Regions from separate parts of the Rattus norvegicus genome. Here region 1 is linked to region 2. A link is a contact called in public Hi-C data. All regions are on one chromosome and are shown on one strand. The core of a region is the stretch at or near the end of the contact, and the rest is flanking DNA. Distances in the headings are between cores, read along the strand shown.

Region 1 (6,680 bases), core at 3,715-6,214, 220 kb before region 2:
GGAAAGGAAGAAAGCTGGCTAGGCAACAGAACAGCTTTCTCTCTCTCTGTATTTCCTCCTCTGCTGATAATGAGACAGCTCCTGCTGCCCACAGCGAAGAGCCACTCCTGACTTCCTCATTGTGAAGGACTGGGCCCTCAAATCATGATCCAGAATAAACCTGCCACTTGTAGGGGGGTCCTGTGTCTGCTCTGCCGCAGAGCACTGTCATCGTAGGCGGGAGGCGGGAGTTGACTGCGCTTACCACTCACCATCGCTGGGCAGGTGTTGGGCTGTACGGAAGCCCTGGGACACTGCTCTGGGAGCGAGAAAGCACATTCTGAGGCTTGAGACAGCTGGAGCTGGCTCCGGGGACCCCAGGCCTGAGATGAGGCCAGGACCGCAGAAGCTGCAGAGGAACTGAGAACAGAGTACGACAGCTGGATCTAGCTCAGGGCCAAGGGGGAAAAGAGAGGGGAGCTCTGGCTGGTCCCGCAGGGAAATCCTTGACTTGTTGGCTGTAGGCTTAGGCTTGGGCTGGGTGTTGGCCATGCGCTGCGAGCACAGAGAGACTTTCAACGAGAGATTAGACAGTGACTCTGTAGTGGAAGGCCCTCTCCATGGCTCACCACAGCGGATTCCGATGAAAAGAGGCAGTCCATGGAAGGCATTTATTGTCATGGTGTAAAGTGGATGTGTAGAACCAGTTCTCAGGGTGGGTCTGAGACTAAATTCCTTTTGCAGGGAGGAGTGTTTGGGAAGGAAAGTTCATTGGCTAAGCCTCCAGGCCTTTAGGTATCTCATTAAAATGGAGATCTGTCTTGAGCCTCCTATGGTCACATCCTCTACCTGTGGAAGGGCTTGGGGAATTGCCCTGTGTGGCTGATGGCCACAAATCCATGGAGGGCTACGGCTAATGACAGGGGGCCTGGTGCCCGGGAGTCAAGCAAAATGCCTACCCTCCCAGGGTCACCGGGGTTTCTAGCCGTAGCTCAGCCAGGAACCAGGCTGCCTTTCACGGTCTTACATGTCTTGGCAGGTATTTTTCCATAGTACCAAGAAAAGTAATTAGCTCAGCGGTCGTGTCTGACCTGAATCTGAAATCCTTCCGATGGTTTTCTGGGATTATTCCTCCCACATGGGGTCAGCCTGTCCTACTGCTCCATTAGTCCTGTGTGTGATTACAGACCCGCCTGGACACCTGGGCAGTCTCTGCTGGTCTGTCCTGTGGTTGGCAGGCTGAGGCAATGGAAGAATCTTCTCTTCTCTGCAGGTGGGTAGACCGCTAACCACTAGTCAAGATTTAAGTTGAGAATGGAGTCTTCAAATTGGGCAGGCACGTGCGCAATATCCTGGCCTTTCTGAGCAAGTGGCAGAGTGGCTGTATCAGCCTTTGTGTGCTGCTGTTACTGGGGGAGCACATGTACACTGTGTATGTGTATGTGTGCATGTGTGTGTGTGTGTGCATGTGTGTGTGTGTATTGTGTTTGAGCACACATGCATGTTCACATGTGGGGGGAGGGGAAAGGCATGATGTGTAGTGTGTATACATACATACATACATACATATATATATACATATATATATGAATATTTAGCATGGCCGTGAATGCCATGCCAACCCCTGGTACCATGTCGGAGACAGGGCCTCTTGTTTCCTGACACACATGCTGGCTATCTGGTCTTTGAGCTTCTGAGGTTCCCCTATCTCTACCTCCCATCTTGCTGTAGTGGCGCTGGGATTGCCAGCAGCACCTGTGTCATACACACCAAGCTTTCACTCTAATTCTGAGGATTTGAACTCAGGTCCCCAAGCTCACGTACAAAGTTCTTCCTCACTTATTCTTTTCCCTATCCCAGATGCTTTTGTTCCTCTCTTAAAGAAGTGTGAAAAGCTTCTTTGTGGAGAAATACACAGCCTTGGGCCAGAGAGCTGGCATATCTGGCCAGATCTATCCTTCCTGAGAGAGACTTGTCCTTTAGGACCTCACTAATAAAAAAGCATAACTGTTCTGTCCCCATGAGTTTGTTCTGAAAACCCCCAGGAACTACTACTTAGAATGTTTGTAGCCAATGGCTATTAACTATTTATTAATTTAAATTGTACCACGTACAAAACTCATATTCACAAAACTCATATTACGAATGAGTTGCTTTTGGAGTTTCAGATGCACAGTTCCATGGACAGATGCAAACAGGCCAATGTGTGTGAGAAGAAACTCTGACTCAAGGAGCACTCAGCACAAGTGTGTGAGGAGGACTCTTTCTCAAGGAGCACTCGGCACCATTAAGCTCTTCTCAAATGTCAGAGGCCAATATTGGCATACAGAACGTGAAGCTAGTATTTGCTGGGACTAGAGGATTGTACATTATTCATGAAGGCTTTGCACTCCTGAATCCTTTAATGCCACCACATCTCTAGTACAAAAGGCAAAGCCAGTGCTTTCTAGTTACACAATTTGTAAAATAAGATCCTTCGGCTGTGCGAGCATGGTAGAGCTATTTTTTTTCTTTTTTTCCTTTCTTTCTTCTTTTCATTTATGAAATGAACCAGCTGTGGTGTCCATTGCTCCAATAACATTGGCCCTTGGAAGAAATGAAACTCAATGGTCAACACTACAAATAGAGGATTTGTTTTAATCTCCAGGCATGCTGTGTGGTTCAGTGGTCATCCAGTTTGGGGATCTGTATACAAACACAAAGGCTCGGGGAAGTAAATAGTGAAGTGACACTGTCCAGTGTCTGGAGATGAAGACTCCCAGGGGCCGGTTTTCTTACGGGGTCAAGCTCTGGGCTTTGATGTCATTTACCTGTGTGGTACCTTCCTGTCCTTTTCTGCCCTGCTCCTTTCTACCTACCCAATCCCGCCCATTTGCTTATTAGCACAGAGGTCACCACTTCTAAGACCTTCACAGACTGACAGGAGGAAGCCACCTCCCTTTTCTTCACAAGCCTTTCCTTCCCCCCTTCTCTTCCCTTTCCCCTTCCCCTTCCCCATCCTCTCCCCTCCCCTTCCTTTTCTTCTTCCTCCTCCCCTCTTCTCTTTCCCCTCCCCTTCCCGCACCCCTTCCCTTGGTCTTCCTCTTCCTCTCTCTTTCCCCCCTTCTTCCCCTCCCTTCCCCTTCCTTCCCTTCTCAAGATGGGGATTTTAATGTGTTGCTCAGACTAGCTTTGAATTCTTGGGCTTAACATTCTCCTGTCTCAGTCTCCAGAGTAGTTGGGATGCCAGGAAGATATCAACATTCCTGGTCCACCTACACTTTAATCAATGATGTTGTATTGCTCTCATTTAATACACTATCTCTGTGTGCTCATATTTTCTACCTGAACAGAAATCGTGTTTACACTTTAAATCCCCATGCTGCCATGAACAATAAGTGCTAAATAAGTGCTCATTCAAGTACTGGATTCAGAGTCTTAATTCCTGGCTCTGCCACTGACTGGCTAACTTAAAGACTTAGGAACCTCAAGGACTCACCCAGGTCCCCCATTCCCATCCCAATCACGAGCACAACCAGTACCACAATAGTGGTGATAGATAACACCTTCTACTACTCATTACACTTCCATGTCATTTTGAGCATTTTATATTCATTACTGACTTTAGTCCTTCCCACGTTTCTCTAAAGAAGTGTCTTTGGAGATAAGTATCATTATTGCCACTGCATCTTTATAGACACCAATGTTCTGCTTAGGTCAACTTGACCTAACCTACCATCAGCTGGGGAGAGAGTTTCAATTGGGGAAATGTCTGGATTCAGTTGGCTTGTGGACATGTCTACGGAAGATTGCCTTGACTGTTAATTGATGTAGGAAATTCTGCCAACTGTGGGTGCTACCATTCCCTAGGCTAGGCACTGAAAGAGTGAAGAAAACTTTCTGAGTATAAGCAAGCAGGCAGGATATATGTTATGCAATCATCTGCTTCAAGCTCCTGCCATTGTGACTCCTCCACAATGATGGACTGTCACCTGGAATTGTAAGCAGAATAAGCCTTTCCACCCTCATGTTGATTTTTTGTCAGGGTGTTTTATCACAGCAACAAAAAATAAAACTAGGCCACCAAGGTACTCAGCAGCTACTTAGCTTACTCACTGACACAGGGCTCGTGTCATACTAATATTTTCTAACAGTTTAGAGTTTAGACTCAGTCAGTCTGGTGCCTATAGTTACTGAGACTAAAACAACAATAATGTGGTAACATGATGAGGCTTCTGTCCCTGTCAATCAAACACAGGCCAAGGGTTTTGTATAGGATAATTAAAGACCTTCACAAGTATTCCTAAAGGGGATCATCCTGGATACTCCCATTGGACTGGGTTTCTAGCCCAAAGGGATTTGCTGTGGATCTCTGTGAGCATGGCCACCCCACACTCTACACATTCTTCTTTGTAACCTTCCTCTCACTGAGTTCATCCTATGAGCATCAGGTTTCCCTGAGGAAATGTTGACAAGACCTTTCATGGTACCACTCTGTAATCTGCTGTTTGCCTTCTACCCTCACTAGTCTTCTTTATAGGGTCTTTCCTGCATTCAAGGGTCTGCTTGTTACTTCATACCTCAAGACTCAGGACTGTTCAACAGCTATGCCAGACCAAACAGATGATCTCCCAGCCACCAAACTGATGCTCTTCTGTGTATCAGGTAATCCTTTCCTTTCTCAGTGGACAGTAGAGTCTGACCTCTCACACCCTCCCTTACAGCTGCGCTCTACACTGGCTCATGCCTTGTGCCCTTGTTTGAGGGTGCTGGGAATTGACAGGACAGGGACCTCCTGCTCACTTTCTTGGTCAGGAACTTTGCTCTTCTTTGAATAAGTTAGTGAGTGTTTTTGGTAAGCTTTTGGAGAACAGAGCTAGGGAATATTAGGACTGTGGTAGCTAACTGGTGACCTTTGTGGGACCCATTGATTCAGCATTATTATTCTTCACCAACAATGGTTGTGCTTCTGATTGAAAACTGGCTGTGTGGGGGAGTGTGGGTATAGGTCACAAAGCTACACTGGAAACCATGGCAGGGAACAAAAGGGTCTTTGATTGGGGTGGGGGTTAATACAATACCTATGATATGAAAGTGTTACTGGATGATTACTGGCACAGGAGGGAGCCCAGTGAGCCAGGTCTGGAAGGAAAGAAGTTACAGGGAGAGGATGAACAAAAACCATTACTTCCTCTGTTAATTTTTTAAAACAGCCTTTAATCTTTGCATTTCCCTTTTAGATAGGAACAATTCTGGGTCAAAAATTTTGAAGATAGTTTGGTGACCCCATCCCTCCACTGGGGGTTCTGTCTATTACTGGAGGTGGTCCCTTCAGGTTCTGTCTCCACATTATTGAGCATTTCAGCTAAGATCGTCACCATTGAGTCCTGGGAGTCACTCATATCCCAGGTCTCTGGGACTTTCTAGAGGTTCCCCTTGACCCCCATACCTCATACTTACATATTTCTACTCATTCTCCTGGACCTCTGGGCTTCTCTCCTTTCTTCCCCATACTTGATTCTGCCCCTCCCCCTCCCCTTCCCTTCTCCCACCCAGGTCCCTTTCTCTCTTTCTCTGGTAATTATCCCCCCCTTTCTAATTGGGATTGAAGCATTTTTACTTGGGCCTTCCTTCTTGTTAAACTTCTTATGCTGGGACAAAAATGGAGCAAAGATTGAAATAAAGGCTATCCAGTAACTGGCCCAACCTGGGATCCATCCCATGGGCACTGACACATTCAAACCCTAACACTATTACTGATACTATGTTGTGCTTGCAGACAGGAGCCTAGCATGGCTGTCCCCTGAGAGGCTCTACCAGCAGCTGACAGAGACAGATGTAGATACTTATAGCCAACCATTGGACTGAGGTTGGAGACCTCTAAAGAAGAGATAGGGGAAGGACTGAAGGAGCTGAAGGGGATGGCAACCCCATAGGAAGACCAATAGTGTCAACTGACCCAGACCCCTGGGAACTCCCAGAGCTGAAGCTACCAACCAAAGAGCATACATGTGCTGGTCTGAGGCCCTGGACACGTATGTAACAGAGAACTGCCTTGTTTGGTCTTGACGGGAGCGGATGCACCTAGTCCTGTAGAGATTTGATGCTCCAGGGAAGGGGGATGCAGGACGTGGATGGATGGGTGAGTGGAGGAAAAAACCTCTCAGAGGCAAAGAGGAGGAGAGATGGAGTGAAGAACTCTTGGAGGGCAGATGGGAAGGGGCAGGGGACAACATTTGGAATGTAAATAAATAAAACAATTTTTAAAACTTGCATTTCCTCTAGCTTGGGGAAATGTGGTTGAATTTGAAGGTCGGTGTGTGGGTTCTACCTAGGCACAACCATTCATCAGTAGCTTAATCTTGTGGAGAGATTATTTCTAGCTATTTCTTGGTTAGTTACAATAACCAGAAAGTATGGCACATCTATAGGGATAACCAGGCGAGAACAACTTTTCTACAGGAAGTCCAAACTGCAAATGAAAACACCAACGGGGAGATAGTGTTTGTTTTCTTTTTTTTCGACAAGATCTTATATTGCCTTGGCTGGTCTTGAGACCTATAGCTGAGGGGGATCTAAAACCTCTGGACCTGCTGCCTCTGCCTCTGGAATACTGGGATAGCAGCAGTATGTCACCACAGGTTTTATTTGGTGCTGGGGATAGAACCAGGGTTTCATATGTGCTATGCAAATACTCTACCAACAGAACTACATTCCTAGCC
Region 2 (6,746 bases), core at 3,267-5,766:
GTGCGCGCGCGCGCGCGCTGAGCATATTCAGGCAGTAACATAGATTTTCAGGAGCCAATAAAAATGTCTGATTTTCACCAATGGAAGATTATGTGTAAAAATATGTTTGTGACACATCCGCCATAAGATGGCAGCTGCCAGATTTTCTGTGCCGGTTACCTGTTTCTCCCTGGACGGTCACATATGCTACTAGCAAAGCCAGTCTTTGAGATCTGAAGCTATAGCTGTCGGCATTGTCTTCATCTTTTACAACTCGCCTTCTGATCTGTAATTGCTCTGAAAATACGTTGTCTTCATTATCCAGCTGAAGACCCAGAGGTGCTATTACTGAGTGCTTAGCATGGAGGTCTGAAATGGATCGCTTCCCCGACAAGATCCCTAGCCATAGATTCTCACAGCAGACGAGAGGTGGTGCCCTGCCTAGGAGAACTTCCTGTTGAGAGGCCCTAATACAGCTGCTGCTGCAGGAGGCACTCAAGCACAGATGACAGGAGTTGGTGGGAGTTCCTGTCACTGGCTTGAAGAGGCCAGGACACAGCTCTCCTCTATGCTCTCTGCTTCAGTTCCTGCCTCCAGGTTCCTGCTTGAGCTCCTTCCTGCCTTGGCTTCCTGTGATGATAGACTGTAACTGTGAGATGAAATAGACCTTTACCTACTCCATCCTCCCTGAGCTTTTAGTCAGTATTAATTAATTAATTAACTAATTAATTAATTATAAGACAGGTTCCCTCTATGTAATAGCCCTGGCTGTCCCATAACTCACTCTGTAGATTAAGCTGGCTGTCCGTGAGGTCACAGAGAACCACTTGCTTCTGCCTCCCGGGTGCTGGGATTAAAGGCACACATCATTACCACTTAGCTATTTATGTATTCAATCATTTAATCATAGACAACACTTTTAGGACACAGCTATCACTTCCTTTATTGTGCAAAGCTGTGCTCGGAGGCGAGCCATGGTATGTGCTGTGGTGTAAGGCAGAATGTCTGCTGGCACTGGGAGGGGAACATGTTGAAGCTGGGTCCTTGTCAATTTAATAAGAAGTGGACTCTCGCAGCCAACCATTGAACTGAGAACAGGGTCCCCATTGGAGAAGTTAGAGAAAAGATTGAAGGAGCTGAAGGGGTTTGCAACCCCATAAGAACAATAATACCAACTAACCAGAGCTCCCAGGGTGGGGAGTCAGGACGGAGTGGGTGGGTGGGTGAACACCTTCATAGAAGCAGGAGGAGGGGAGATAGGTTAGGGGGTTTATGGATGGGAAATGGGGAAAGGGGATAACATTTGAAATGTAAATAAATAAAAATATCCAGTTAAAAATTAAAACAAAAGAAAATAAACGTTTTTAAAAGGTATAAATAAATAAATAAATAAATAAATAAATAAAGAAAGAAAGAAAGAAAGAAAGAAAGAAAGAAAGAAAGAAAGAAAGAAAGTGTCTCTCTGGAAAGCTCCCATGTTAAAGGCTTAGTCCCCAGTTGGTGCTACTGTTGAGAGGTGCCTGGGTCCCAAGGGTCCCGAAGTCATTAGTGGGTTAATTTATTGGTGAGATTATAGCTGAATGGGTCATAGCAAGAAGGGGCTGGATAGAGGAAGTGAAATATGAAGGCATGCTTTTGAAAGATATAGCTTATCCCTGGTCCCTTGACACCTTTCTCTCTGCTTCCAGGCCACCATAAAGCGAGTAGTAGCTTTCCTGAGTCAGACCCTTCCACCCTGACTTTCTTCTGTCTCACCCTGGGAAGGCACAGAAGCAATAGGGCATGAACTGATGACGTGAACCAAGGAGCCAATGGAAAGCCTGCTCTCAAGTTGCCCTAGAAGGTGTCCTGCCTCAGTAATGAATCCCACTCTCCTGGAGCTGAAGGAGGTCCCTTCATAGACGCATAGACTTTCTTTCTCTGATGCTGTGTGTTCTGTGTTCCTGACAGACGCCACTCTCAGGAGGAAGAGTTTATCTGAGCTCACGGTTCAAGGGCACAGTCCATCAGGGACCGGGAAGTCACAAAAGCAGCTGCCAGATACATTGCACCACAGTCAGGAGCTAGAGAAAGATGAACGGTGGTGCTTTGTACGAAGTTTAGGACCAAGCGCCAAGACTGGTACCGCTCAATTTATGGTGGGTCTTCCCACCTTGGCCAGTTTAACCAGAGTAATCCCTCACAGGCATGGCTAGAGGCTGACCAAATCTAGACAAGTCTGACAGGAGTGCCGACCCACAGACTTACAATCTTAGTGGTTCTGGAGCCTGTGCACTTGACACTGGATTCCTCTGTTCTGAGAGGTAACTGGAGCCACCCTCAGGAGCTTCAGGATGCTTCAGGGAGTGTCTCTATCATAGTCATGAGGGGGAGACTTAAGAGTTAAGAAGCTTCTGGAAAGTTCTGCTTCTCCAGGCTGAGAAGAAAGATCTCAGCTTGAGCTTCTGAAGGAAGGTGGCTGGGTCCTTGTCACACACGGGTGTGGGAATCCTTCCTCTCCTCCAGCCCTGCCTGGATAGCTGCCATTGTGGCTTCCCGCTGTCTTCTATGTCTGTGCCCTGTAGGGGGAAGTGAGTGGTGCCTTATAGCAGTCATTACCATTCTAGCCAGAATTAGGAGTCACAGCAGTCACCATGAAGACTTAAGGCTGAGACAATATGGCCAAGTGTGAGAAAGGTGATGTAGAGCAAAGGGGAAAGCGGAGGGGAGGGAAGTGGAGGGAAAGTAGTGAAAGGAAAGAGGAAAGAGGAGGTAAGTAGGAGGGGAGGAGGGAGAGAAAGTGACAACACACACAGAATTTTCATTCTGCTTTTGAGAACTTATGGTCTAAATAATTCTCAACCTGTGGATCACAGCCCCTCACAAGGGTCACCTAAGACTATCCAGGGGAACACAGATATTTACATTGTAGTTCATAACAGTAACAAAATTACTGTCATGGAGCAGCCACAAAAACGACTTTATGGGGGTTGGGGATTTAGCTCAGTGGCAGAGCGCTTGCCTAGCATGGGCAAGGCCCTGAGTTCGGTCCCCAGCTCTGAAAAAAAAAATGACTTTATGGTTGGAGGTCACCACAGCATGAGGGATTGTATTAAAGGGTTTCAGGGTTGGGAAGGGAAGTACAATGGGTTAAATGATTCCAGCTAATTCTGCAGAAGAAGACAGAACCAACAAGGTACCTAAATGGGAATGATGTACCAGGCTGGGCATGTCTCTCAACTCTGGGATGATGTAGCTTGATACTCATGAATAAATGAGTGAGGGAAAGACAGACGGAAAGAGTTTCTGACTGTTAGGAGCAAACCATCTTTCGTACTGTCCAATTGTGGGAATGACTCTCAATGTTTAATAACTCCTTTCATGGCATATCTCCCATGATGCCCTTTAAAACTAAGGTTGCAACCTGGTGGCACATAAGTGGGTTAAACTTCTTTTTCCCTTAAGCAAGTTTGAATTTAAACAACAAGAATTGATATTGTTATCCTGCAAAAGAGAAGTGAACTGAAGTTCTCTTAAGTAAATATAAAATTATAAAGTATAAAATTGCAAAAATGTCTTTAGGTTTGATCGGTTGCCAGGGAACATCACAGGGCTCGGTCAGGGGTAGACTCTGAAGGCTTTTTATTAAACTGTAAAAGAAAAGTGTTGTTGAAACTTGAGATATTTGTAGCCCTATACTTAAACATACTTAAACTATGTTTAGTTGTGATTTATAAACAGTATTCAGAAATACACACTTTCTCTAATTAAATAAAGTCTGGACAGGTAGTCAAGTGATGGGGATTAATGTGTTGAGATGTTTTCCATGGCAGCTTCTGAGTAGGAGATTCATAGATATTTCCTTTTTAAAAATCTAAAAATCAAAATAAATTAGCAAAATAAAAAGTGCCAAATTAAAGGTACCTTGTGAAACTGAGAAGTCGCACTTGACGTGCTTTCCGACCCACAATCTCTGAACGCTGAGCTCCCTGCCTCATCAACGCTACCGGCATGATTTCTGGAGTCTCTCTCCTCCCGCCCCACCCCCTGTGTGTTCACGCATGTGCGTGTGTGCATGAGCATCTTGAAGACTGAAACTTTAAAGTTTAAGTTGATACCGACTATCTGCCACTCGTTGTCACTTCTAAATAACAGTATCCTGTGTGTCGGTCGCATTTTCATGCACTTGGAAACTTAATTTAAAAGCTGAGTGTGATGTGGGTATTGCATGAAAAGAGTTAGGGAATTGAAGTTCTGGGTGGCTTAGGGACAGAATAAGGAATGAGGCAAGAGACTGGATGATGGGCACAGCTCTCCTGGGCAGTCCGCTGGCTCCCAGTTGCCTGGATACCTTTGTATGGTGACTTAATTCGGCCTAGAGGCTGTGAGTTCTCTTTTCTTCTTGTGTCTGTGGTGATGGGTGTTGTTGCTGGGAATAGTCAGAGGCAGGAGGACTGAATGAGACAGAAGAAAAGTTGACCACACAAATACAATGCTGGGATGCTGGAACCGGTCCCACGGAGGGCGGGGGAGCAGAGCGGGAAGTTCCTGCACAAAGCCCTTCTTGTTCCCATAGAAACCAGAGCTCAGCAGTGAATGACTAGCTTGGCTCTGCACAGCCCCCTTCCTCTTCTTTTTAAAGTCTCTGTTGGAGATTCATTGTCTTCTTGCTATTCTTGTTTTAATAAAACGATTGGCCGGGGAAGAGAAAACACCCCCTCCCCTACCTCAAGGCATCCTGTGAACAAACCCACAGATTCTAGGCAGCCTGAAGACTGGCTGGATCTGCCTGGATCAGAGATCTGATTTTTTTTGTTGTTGTTGTTTTGTTTTTTTTTCAAGTCATGGATGGATGGACAGTCTACACTGAGAGGTGCCCACAGAGATTGGCAGCCTAATTTGCATAGCAATGCTGGCCTGGGCTGGCTTCCAGAGACAAGGAGGAGCCACCAGGGCTGGCAGGGTGTTGGTGGCCAGACTCAACAGGGGCCAGAGGGCAGTTTCTCCCACCCACTGCTGTGGGCTTCCTCCCTCTCACTCCCATGCCCTCCTCCGCTGGGTTTTTGGCAAGCTGACTTTCTATTCTTCAAGGATTAATGTCTCAGTGCAAGGGGTAAAATTGGCAATTAGAAAGCAAAGCTGGGGGCCTGGGATTTCTATCTCCTTATCATTTCCCAGTTAGATTTCATTAGAGCGCTGCTGGAGAGAAAGGTCTTAGGGCTTTTGTTGTGTGGTCAGAGTTTAAAGGTACTAACAGGATGTTTTATATTTACCTGGAAAAGACCAGGAGGCTTTTGTGCTAGCAGAGTCTAGCTCACACGTATAATTGGGGCGGCTGGGGTTGAGGGGAGGGAGGGTGTTCTGAACTGAGTTCCTGAAAGTCTCAAGCAGGATTACCCATCAAAACCAAGACCCGTCCTTGTCAGAACTGTTAGGTTATTGGGTAATTTTTAAAAATCAAAAATAATCTTATTCCCTACGCAATACATTTTAAGTGGAAGGGATTTGCCTCTTTGTGGTGTGAAATACCCCGTTTCAATAATTTCTTATCTTTTGAAAGTCTAATTAACTGCCCTAGCTGGGTGAAGCTGCGATTTGTCGGGAAAAGCCCCGGAGATGTCTTCCTTCAGCTGCAGCTATCAGCTATCGGGGCTGCTGTGGTGTAGGACGGGTAGGGTCCTGCAGGGTGCCTTTCTTGAGGCCCCACACACTCCTTTTGATGTTCTGAGTACCCACCTGCTGCTTGCATTTGTGACTTGGGTGGCATGATGCCAGTGACATCAGACAGGCATTGGTATTGTCTCGGGCAGATAGACATTGTCACCATGAGTGAATGTTCCTTCCGTGTTCATGGGCATGGTGTATCCTGCCAGGAAGATCAATAGGAGACCGGGGAAACACAGATGAGGGAAAGCCATTCTTGTGGGACAAGATGTCTCATGTTGCTTGTCACGAGCTTGTCAGTTTTATTTCTTTGTTAAGTGTGAAAAATGTGGCTTCGGATTTCTGTGCCATTATTCCGTCATGGCTGGCAAAAGTCCCAGCCTTTGATAGTGAGCCAAGATCTTTTCTCCATAGGATGTCTCTGGGGTTCGTGCATATATGTGGGGATTCCTGCTGCTGTGCCTCGAACCCAGGGTACTGTTATTTATCTCCAAACTTAGCACTCCCAATTAGCATTCGCCACAGTACTAATACACTAACACAGACGTGCCTTAATTCCGAGCTGGCCATAAATGGTGACTTTACCTAGTGTTTGAAAACACACTGGGGGGAAATGGGAAAGCCTAAAAGAAGTTGTTCGTTACTGGAGACAACTTTATCCGTGGCCACGTAGCAACTCACATGGGAGCAATGACGCTTCTGAGTCCCCGTCTCTCTGCTCAAGTCAAGCAGACCCCGCAATCTCTTGAAAGGGCTGTGAGCAAGGTGGGGCTGGCTGAGCTGTGAGAGTTGAGTCAGATCATTCTCTGCAGGCTGCAGCCAGAGAGACAGCAGTACGTAGGATGAAGCAAAGAAGACAAGAGGAAGCAGCAGTTTGCTTCTGGGCAGCCATGGGAGTGTTAGGCTCGAGGAGGTTCCATTTTGATTTATACCTCTGTGAGCTGTGAATGAGATATGACCCCCCGTGACATCTAGGAGACAAATCCACCTTGTATAGGCTCAGCCGCAAAGGCTGTAAGTCTTTAGAGACTGTTTTGTATATATTTCTTATTTTCTTCAAGTTGTTATTGTGTTTGATACACAGGGATTGGTAAAGTCTGGAAACTGAAGAGAGCAACAAAGAC

The links. Hi-C and Micro-C count contacts between places; a contact is called where the count stands out from the background.
Region 1: a Hi-C map of Schwann cells shows a contact between it and region 2, with 2.1 times the contacts expected there. The contact joins two enhancer-like sites. A contact is called at or near these places in 1 of 12 Hi-C or Micro-C datasets (Schwann cells) and 1 of 1 datasets of contacts at active chromatin or transcription factors (oligodendrocytes).

The regions. Positions count from the first base shown.
Region 1 is chr1:53,136,322-53,143,001 of GRCr8, forward strand. No RefSeq gene overlaps it. Among named protein-coding and RNA genes, the nearest start is that of Qki, 200 kb to the left of the region's middle. Within about 2 kb of position 4,965, at least 1 of the 93 cell types and tissues checked has an H3K27ac peak or open chromatin away from gene starts, as enhancers often do. A contact at or near this core is called in Schwann cells, where this site is marked.
Region 2 is chr1:53,354,020-53,360,765 of GRCr8, forward strand. No RefSeq gene overlaps it. Among named protein-coding and RNA genes, the nearest start is that of Pabpc6, 240 kb to the right of the region's middle. Within about 2 kb of position 4,517, at least 64 of the 93 cell types and tissues checked have an H3K27ac peak or open chromatin away from gene starts, as enhancers often do. A contact at or near this core is called in Schwann cells, where this site is marked.